Linked DNA regions of Mus musculus: regions 1 and 3 are each linked to region 2. A link is a contact called in public ChIA-PET and promoter capture Hi-C data. All regions are on one chromosome and are shown on one strand. The core of a region is the stretch at or near the end of the contact, and the rest is flanking DNA. Distances in the headings are between cores, read along the strand shown. Region 1 overlaps Dop1b (DOP1 leucine zipper like protein B). Region 2 overlaps Hlcs (holocarboxylase synthetase (biotin- [propriony-Coenzyme A-carboxylase (ATP-hydrolysing)] ligase)). Region 3 overlaps Vps26c (VPS26 endosomal protein sorting factor C).

The links. ChIA-PET counts read pairs in DNA pulled down with a chosen protein or histone mark. Capture Hi-C pulls out chosen DNA fragments and counts their contacts.
Region 1: an RNA polymerase II ChIA-PET map of effector CD8 T cells shows a contact between it and region 2, with 5 read pairs. The contact joins two enhancer-like sites. A contact is called at or near these places in 1 of 115 datasets of contacts at active chromatin or transcription factors (effector CD8 T cells) and 1 of 9 other capture datasets (embryonic stem cells).
Region 3: a contact with region 2 is called in a promoter capture Hi-C map of adipose tissue. The contact joins two enhancer-like sites. A contact is called at or near these places in 2 of 9 other capture datasets (adipose tissue and embryonic stem cells).

Annotation. Positions count from the first base shown.
Region 1 is chr16:93,775,885-93,778,760 of GRCm38.p6, reverse strand. Dop1b (DOP1 leucine zipper like protein B) reads right to left here. Exons shown (of 37, transcript NM_027293.1): 22 at 1,752-1,874; 23 at 1,268-1,402. Among named protein-coding and RNA genes, the nearest start is that of 2310043M15Rik, 18 kb to the left of the region's middle. Within about 2 kb of position 1,315, at least 83 of the 459 cell types and tissues checked have an H3K27ac peak or open chromatin away from gene starts, as enhancers often do. A contact at or near this core is called in effector CD8 T cells, where this site is marked.
Region 2 is chr16:94,240,015-94,242,714 of GRCm38.p6, reverse strand. All of the region lies in intron 5 of Hlcs (holocarboxylase synthetase (biotin- [propriony-Coenzyme A-carboxylase (ATP-hydrolysing)] ligase)), which reads left to right. It also overlaps the pseudogene Gm6363. Among named protein-coding and RNA genes, the nearest start is that of Hlcs, 49 kb to the left of the region's middle. Within about 2 kb of position 1,419, at least 100 of the 459 cell types and tissues checked have an H3K27ac peak or open chromatin away from gene starts, as enhancers often do. A contact at or near this core is called in adipose tissue and effector CD8 T cells, where this site is marked.
Region 3 is chr16:94,500,504-94,503,573 of GRCm38.p6, reverse strand. It overlaps Vps26c (VPS26 endosomal protein sorting factor C), which reads left to right. Exons shown (of 8, transcript NM_007834.3): 6 at 1,342-1,492; 7 at 1,887-2,039. The region is part of intron 3 of Gm31323 (a long non-coding RNA gene); the gene reads right to left. Among named protein-coding and RNA genes, the nearest start is that of Vps26c, 25 kb to the left of the region's middle. Within about 2 kb of position 1,328, at least 23 of the 459 cell types and tissues checked have an H3K27ac peak or open chromatin away from gene starts, as enhancers often do. A contact at or near this core is called in adipose tissue, where this site is marked.

The sequences.
Region 1 (2,876 bases), core at 66-2,565, 460 kb after region 2:
CGCTGTGGCCAACTGCTGACTTCGTGCTGCAAGAGCTAGGCCGTCAGCACAGCAGTCTCTTGTAGCCCCTCTCTCTCACACACAGGAAACCTGAGTCACCAATGGTCAGGCTGTGTCACTAGGATAGTTTCTGAGTCACCCATGGTCAGGCTGTGTCACTAGAATGGTTTCTGAGTCACCCATGGGCAGGCTGTGTCACTAGAATGGTTTCTGAGTCACCAACAGTCACGCTGTGTCACTAGGATGGTTTCTGAGTCACCCATGGTCAGGCTGTGTCACTAGGATGGTTTCTGAGTCACCCATGGTCAGGCTGTGTCACTAGGATGGTTTCTGAGTCACCCATGGTCAGGCTGTGTCACTAGGATGGTTTCTGAGTCACCCATGGTCAGGCTGTGTCACTAGGATGGTTTCTGAGTCACCCATGGTCAGGCTGTGTCACTAGGATGGTTTCTGAGTCACCCATGGTCAGGCTGTGTCACTAGGATGGTTTCTGAGTCACCCATGGTCAGGCTGTGTCACTAGGACGGTTTCTGAAGCTCCAGCAAGCGCATGCAGAGAAAGCTCAGGTCGCCAACAGAATGGACACTCATTCCTGGTGGTCTCCAACCCAGCTCCGTCCCTGACTTTCTCACAAGGGCTGAGGACTGCTGGGCTCCCTAGTGTGTGCCTTGGGGACATATGGCCACCCCCTTTGAAGTCAGACCACAGGGAAGCTGATCTCTATTTCTTTGTGGGGAGGTCAGGCTAACTAACTTCCATTAACACAGAGAGCAAGCTCAGCTGGCCTGATCCCCTGAGCTGACCTCACAGCCCCCCTCCTCTGTGACCTCTCACTTTCCTCGCTGGTCATCAAAACCAAATCGGAACTGGACCCAGCACCTCCCCCTGCCCTGGAGCCTGCTAACTTCCACAGGTCTGCGCCCCTGCAAGAGCCTGGCTTTGTTTACTTTCTGCACCTCCACAGCTGTGGTGCTCCTGAAGGCAGGTGCCATTTCCTTTTTCTAGAAGGTGCTAAGAGTTGAGCATCAGGCAGGATGTGAGCCATCAGGGACAGGCAAGCTGACCTCAGGTAGCTCCCACTAAGAAACAGCAGTGCCCAAAGTCTGAACACACAGCGACAGGGCTTCCTTACAACCCAAAGAATTCTCTCTTTCCCACCAGGTCACTTCTTCCTGGAAGAAGCACCAGGAAGGAGGCCTGCCACGCACCTGCCACGCACCTGCCTGCGGATCCCCCAGGGTATATTTCCCTCCCCAGGGCGCCTTACCTCATCCCCTTTGATCTGCGCTGGCCTCTTCACCACCTCCTTCACCAGCTGCAGCACTGAGTCTGTCTGCAGGGTGCTGAGAGCACAGACCAGGTCGACAAGGGTGTGCTGGGACGTGTTTGCCACGGGGACCATCTGCCCAGAAGAAGAGAGTTCCTTGAAGGCTGACAGGAGAAGGTAAAAGCAAGACAGCACACACATAGCCTTCCACGGTGGCTGTCCCCCGAGAAGGAAGTCTGATGTGATCGTGGTGTGCATGGAGGTACTTCCATGTCTGTGTGAGTGTGTGCGTGGGTGTGAGTGTGTGCATGGGTGTGGAGGCCCAAGGTTGATGCTTCCTGTCCTCACATTTATCCTCTATCTTTCTTCTTCCATTTTTTTATCTTGTGAGTGTGGGTGCAGAGGTTAGAGGACAGTCTGTGGGGATCAGCAGGCACCGCATGCACTGAGCCCATGTAGCCAGCCCTCTCCGTCTTCATCCTACCTTGGTCTTGCTGTGGCGCCGTGCCTGCTTTCTGTTCCACACGGTGGCAACCGCAGCTATCAGCTGGACCCCAAGATGGCCTGTCAAGGGGTTCAGCAAGTCTAAAATTTTTTGTCTGATGGTCTGGTGAAAAGAAAAGCAAGAGTTAACAAAAACAAAAACAAAACAAAAACAAAAAAAACCCCAAAAAACAAAAACAAAAAAGTCTTCACAGAGTAGCATCAGGCCCGTACCTGAGGCACACTCAGCAACTCAGAATTATAGCAGTGTGCTTCACAGCACTACTGTGGGGACTGGGGCAGAGGAGGGGCTGAGTCTGCTCCCACGAGCTGGATGTGAGATGGCAGAGATAAGGCACGGTGAGCAGCCAGGATGGGGACACAGCTAGGTGAGTTGCCTGACAGAGTCTTGAGATGGTAAATATTACTGAGAGGTGATTAAACCTGACCACCGGTGTTTGTGTGTATACCTATGTGAGTGTACCTGTGTGTGTATATATAGCTCTGTGTATGCACTCGTGTGTATATCACTATGTGTGCCTGTCTGTGTATGCCTGTGTGTATAAATCTGTGTGTGCACCTGCACATGTATGTATACCTGTCTGTGTAACTGTGTGTGAGTATGTATACTTGTGTGTGCACCTGTGTGAGTGTGCATACTTGTATGTGTACCACTGTGTAACCCTGTCTGTGTACCTGTGTGTATGTGTGCACGCCTCTGTGTGTATGTGTACCGATGTATGCGCCTGGTTGTGTGCGTCCCTCTGCAGCACAGGAGCTGGGGTCCAGGGTCTGGAGCATGCTGGAGCATGCTTGGCCAGGGCTTTCCCACTGAACTTTACTACCTACACGTCAGTCCCACAGAAATCCCACAGCCTAGCTGTACCTACAGCAGCAGGGAGAGGGCTTAGAATCATTAGAAACGTTAATTTTCAAGTTCTAAAAGTATGCAGCACTTACCAAATTGTATTAGTTAAGCAATTCAGGATAAAGCTGGAATCTGGCCCTAGCCATCTCTGTACTCTGCCTTTGGGTTTCCCACATTCCTGCAAGCAGCCGTTCTCCCTGCCCCAAACACTCTGCTCTGCTTCAGCCCTCCCACCGTGGTCTCAGACCTGCCACTGTG
Region 2 (2,700 bases), core at 170-2,669:
GGAGGAAACTTTGGTCGTGGAGGAAACTTTGGTGGAAGAGGTGGCTATGGTGGTGGAGGTGGTGGCAGCAAGGGTAGTTATGGAGGTGGTGATGGTGGATATAATGGATTTGGAGGTGATGGTGGCAACTATGGTGGTGGTCCTGGTTACAGTAGTAGAGGAGGTTATGGAGGTGGTGGACCAGGATATGGAAACCAGGGTGGTGGATATGGTGGTGGAGGAGGAGGCTATGATGGTTACAATGAAGGAGGAAATTTTGGTGGAGGTAACTATGGTGGTGGTGGAAACTATAATGACTTTGGAAATTATAGTGGACAGCAACAATCAAATTATGGACCCATGAAGGGGGGCAGTTTTGGTGGACGAAGCTCAGGCAGTCCCTATGGTGGTGGCTATGGATCTGGAGGTGGAAGTGGTGGATATGGTAGCAGAAGGTTTTAAAATAAAGCAGAAACGGCTACAGTTCTTAGCAGGAGAGAGAGCGAGGAGTTGTCAGGAAAGCTGCAGGTTACTTTGAGACAGTCGTCCCAAATGCATTAGAGGAACTGTAAAAATCTGCCACAGAAGGAACGATGATCCATAGTCAGAAAAGTTACTGCAGCTTAAACAGGAAACCCTTCTTGTTCAGGACTGTCATAGCCACAGTTTGCAAAAAGTGCAGCTATTGATTAATGCAATGTAGTGTCAATTAGATGTACATTCCTGAGGTCTTTTATCTGTTGTAGCTTTGTCTTTTTCTTTTTCTTTTCATTACATCAGGTATATTGCCCTGTAAATTGTGGTAGTGGTACCAGGAATAAAAAATTAAGGAATTTTTAACTTTTCAATATTTGTGTAGTTCAGTTTTTGTACATTTTAGTACAGAAACTTTAACAAAATGCAGTTTCAAAGGTGTTTCCTTGTGAGTTAACACGTGAAGAAGATCATTGTTAATTACTATTTTGTATGAATTTTGCTAAAGTTAACTGTAAAGAAACACCTACTGACTTGCAATTTAAGGGGAATCTATTCTCCCCATTTCCAAAACAATGATGAATGGGCGCTGACATGTGGAGAGAATAGATAGATATTTGTATGTTTGCAATGTGTGTTTTAGATAATTAGAATTGGGAAATAAAAAATAGCATATTTGTGAATTTAAAAAAAAAAAAAAAAGACACCATGACCAAGGCAACTTACAGAAGGGAAAGTTTATTTTGGCTTATGTTCCAGGGGGTAAGAGTCCATCACTATTACTCGGGGAGGGTATGCGTGCATGGTTTGTCCAGCAGGCTGGTGAGGCAGCTGGAGCTGGAGACCGAGAGCACACGTGTCTGAACGGCAAGGGGAAGTGCTGAGAAAGACACAGAGCTCCCAGTGACCTACTTCCTCCAGCAGATCCACACCTCCTGAGCCACCAGTGTGGGCGGTGGCAGTGGTGGGGACACCAAGCTTTCAAATGGGGACATCTCATTGAAACCACCACAGAGGCTTTTGCACTGTTGTAGGTGCTTGTGTGGTGACATGGTATTTACAATCGGTTAGCAGAGGACATTGCCGCTAACATCTCGGCACCGCTTTAAAGTCATTTTGAGAGACCTGTACAGAGAGGTCCTTTCTGTGGCTTCTTCTCCTAGTCACTCAGCACTTTGAGGCCACACTGTGTGTGTGTGTGTGTGGGTGAGTGGGGGGGAGCGTAGTAAGACTCTTGGGATCCTGCACATTCTCCTGGGAGACAGTGGGGGGGCTCATTGAGAGTTGGTGGGGAGCTTCTTGGAAGTAGTGGAATAGACATCTGACCTCTAGAAATGTTGAATTATGCTTGTTCACTTGTATGGGAGATGTGAGATCAGAGGATAACTTGTGGGAATCAGTTTACTCTTTCCAGGATGTGAGTTCTGGGGCCACAGCTCAGGCCACCAGTCTTGGTGACAAGCACCTTCACTCGCTGAGCCATTTGCCAGCTCCTCTTTATGGTCCACGTGTGTGTGTGTGTGCGCGTGTAAATTAAATCTGATGTCTTAACCATCCTTGGGTTAACAGTTCTGCAGCATAAATGATACCATGGTGTTTCTCAGCCACCTCTATTGTCTATTTCTAAAACATTTTAAAAAAATTATTTCTTTAATGTCTGAGTGCTCTGCTGCATATACATCCTCCTGCCAGAAGAGGGCATCAGATTCCCCCCCCCCCCCCCCCCCATAGATGGTTGAGAGCCACCGTGTTTTGCTGGGAATTGAACTCAGGACCTCTGGAAGAGCAGCCAGTGCTCTTAACTGCTGAGCCTCACCAGCCCTCTAAAACATTTCTTTTTTAAAAATCAACCCAAGCAGAAACTCTTGGGACCTCTCCCTCCTCTTCTGCTTCCTGCCGACCTCTGTCCAACTTCCTGTTTTGACAAGTTTGCCTGTTCTAGATCTTGCTCAGCATTAGAATTGTGTATGGACCCTTTTGTGTCTGGCTTTTTTTATTTAGCAAAGTATCTTCAAGATCCACTGAAGTATCAAAAGTCTTATGTTAAAAAATACATGTATCAAAACTTCCTGTTTCTTGGGGGGGGGCGGGGGGGGCTGGGGGTGGGTGGGGTGTGTGTGGGGGAAGGTGGTGTGTGTGTGTGTGTGTGTGTGTGTGTGTGTGTAATATTAAGTTAAATGTATATATTGTGTTTTGTTTTTCCTCTCTCATTTGACGGACAGTTAGGCTTCGAAGAGAGGCTGGTTT
Region 3 (3,070 bases), core at 79-2,578, 260 kb before region 2:
TCTACAGCTCTTTTCTGGATAAAACCTGGATTCTGTATTCAATTCTGCATTTTGTTCATGCTCATAATTGGGTTGAAAGCAAGTCTGGAAGATTTGGGGCACTGCAGACATAGCTGATGTCATTCATTATCATAAGGAGCCTTTTCAGAAGGTTCTGGAAAGAAGTAGCCATCATGTCCTAGGGCCGGGCAGATTCCCCTGTAAAGTGCTTTCTCCAGACCTGTGTCCCTCCAGGTCCTCTTTTGCTGCAGACACAGGTCCCTTACTCATGCCTCACATGTCCCTCCTTATATGGATGTGGCCCATGTGTGGTACAGAGTTCTCTTTCCCTTGCTTCTGTCTTCTTCAAATATTGGTTCTTGGTGTATATTTGAGGATCTTTGGTGTAGATTTATTAATAAAACTATCCTCCACCAGCCTTTGAGACGGTCTCATGTATTCCAGATGGGCCTTCAGGTATTTAGTTGAAGGTGACTTTGAACTTCTGATCTTCCTGCCTCCACTTCTTGAGTGGTAAGATGGTATTGTGTGCTACCATGCCTGATTGATCACGCTAGAAATCAAAGCCAGAGAGAGCTCCTCTCTGTGCCAGGCAGGCACTCTTCTCCCTGTTATTCTTGCTTGATAACGTCTTAGATATACTGTAGACAGGTTTTAATGTGGTTACCAGAAATTTTTAAATTATACTCATAGGCAATTACAAATTCTAAATGATTTTAAAATTTGTGGCTTATATTGTTTCTTCTGGATAGTGCAACCTAGTAGAAATGAAGACTCCTGAAGTGACTGTCCAACTATTTTCCTCCAGTGCTAGGGCCAGTTCCCCTGAGCCAACTTCCTGTCTGCAGAGAAATAGTCCCAAAGCTTTTCTTCGGGCGTTGAGAAAACTGCTCTTTCGGTATCCTTGAAATAAAAATAATTGGCATCTCAAACTTGCTTAATTGGGAACACTTTAAAACGGCCTTTTTCTTTTTCTTCTTTTGTGACCTGGGGTTGAGGGGGTGGCTGTCCTTAAGCACCCTTCTAACCCTGAGGCTTTTTACATTTCATGTCTTTCGGCCTGAGAGAGCTTTGTCAGCCAGTGTAGGTTGGGAGCTGATTCGGAGTGAGCTGTGATGTCCGTTTGTCCCTAATATGTGTACAGGGTGGTTGATGAGTCAGTCTGGTGGCCACTGAAAGATGAAATGGCTATTATTCCTTCTTGTTTTAGAAAGAAGTTTCCATGGTTTATAGAACAATTACTCAACTTGGTTTTCAGTTCTTATTTGTACCAGTGCAACTGGAATAAGTGACAGCCCCCTTTCCTTCTGTTTCTGATGTCTTTGTCTCTGTTCTCCATAGAGAGCTTCACTTCCCAAATTCTTCATTAGAGGACATCTGAACTCCACTAACTGCGCTATCACGCAGCCCCTGACAGGAGAGCTGGTGGTGGAACACTCGGATGCTGCTATCCGGAGCATAGAGCTTCAGTTGGTCCGGGTGGAGACCTGTGGTAAGACTTCTAGAGTATCTAGGTATCTACACTTGTACTGTCAGCCGCTAAAACACCCCTTCCTGTACTCTTAACATGGCAGGGCACATCACATCATAACAGAGCTATTCTGATGGCCCCTGTGGCCTACTCACCCCAAAATTCCCACTTGCAGATAATCACTGAAATACTAATTAGGTCCCCAGCACCTTAAATCTTGGAAGCATGGTAAAACCAGTGTGGTGATGTTTGAGAACATGCAAAGTAGAAGAGAAGGTAACTCCCAGTCCTGAAGAAGAAATTGGAGAAGTGGGTGAATGTGTTGATCCTGGTTGGCACAGTATTGGGCAGTTTGGTGACCAGTTTGCTTTGGTGTCATGGTGTCCTGACCCCATGATGTTTCCTCTTTCTCCAGGGTGTGCAGAAGGCTATGCACGAGATGCCACAGAGATTCAGAATATTCAAATCGCTGATGGGGACATTTGTAGAAACCTTTCTGTTCCCCTGTACATGGTCTTCCCCAGACTGTTCACCTGTCCAACACTGGAGACCACCAACTTCAAAGTGGGTAAGCAGTCCAGGCCTGGCCTGTGGAGTCTAGGAAGGGTCTGGGCCACAGGGAAGAAGCGCCTTGCACGCAGGCTGCAGCTTTTTTTTTTTTTTTTTGGTTTTTCGAGACAGGGTTTCTCTGTGTAGCCCTGGCTGTTCTGGAATTCACTTTGTAGTCCAGGCTGGCCTCGAACTCAGAAATCCGCCTGCCTCTGCCTCCTGAGTGCTGGGATTAAAGGCGTGCGCCACCACGCCTGGCTTAGCATTCAGCTTCTTGATGACTCAAAAAAGGGTAAGAAGCTGCGTAAGTAGGTGTGTGTAGGCAGTAGAGCCTGCTGCAAGGCCCCATCCAGAGTCAACTGTGAGCCAAGCAGAAATACCGTGAGTCTATAGGAAAAGCCTTGACAGTTGTCAGGTAAGTAGTATGTGAGTAAATATCCAACAGGAAACAACTTAAAGGAAGGCAGGCTTATTGTGGGTCACACTTCAGGACCTATGTCCATTGTGGTGGAAAAGCCATAACTGTAGGAGGCTGCTCGCTCACATCTGGGTAGACCAGGTTTCAGAGAAATGCTGTTATCAGGTTTGCTGTCTTGATTTTTCTTTTTATTCCCCATGGATGGTGCCACCCACATTCTAGGCAGGCCTTCTCTCCTCTGTTAAACATCTCTAGAAATTCATTCCCCTGAAGATATACCTACAGGTATGTCTCTTACAAGATTCCAAATTTAGTTAAGGTGAGAATAAGGTTAACCACAAGTCCACTCTGACAGTTTGACACCAAAACACATCATGGTTTTACAACAATAGCATCCATTTCAACTTAAAAAGTCCCATGATCTTAACAAGTTTAACACTGGTGTAAAGACTAGAGTTTCTCAGAGACCCAACTGTGAGCCTTTATAAAGACATATAGCATACTTTCAGCATAGGCATAGAGTAAACATTCCCATTCAGAAAGGGAGAAACAACAGGGCCAAAGCCTGAAAAACCGAACCAACACAATACTAAACCTAGCAGGTCAGAGCCCTCATTTTTTCGTCACCATGT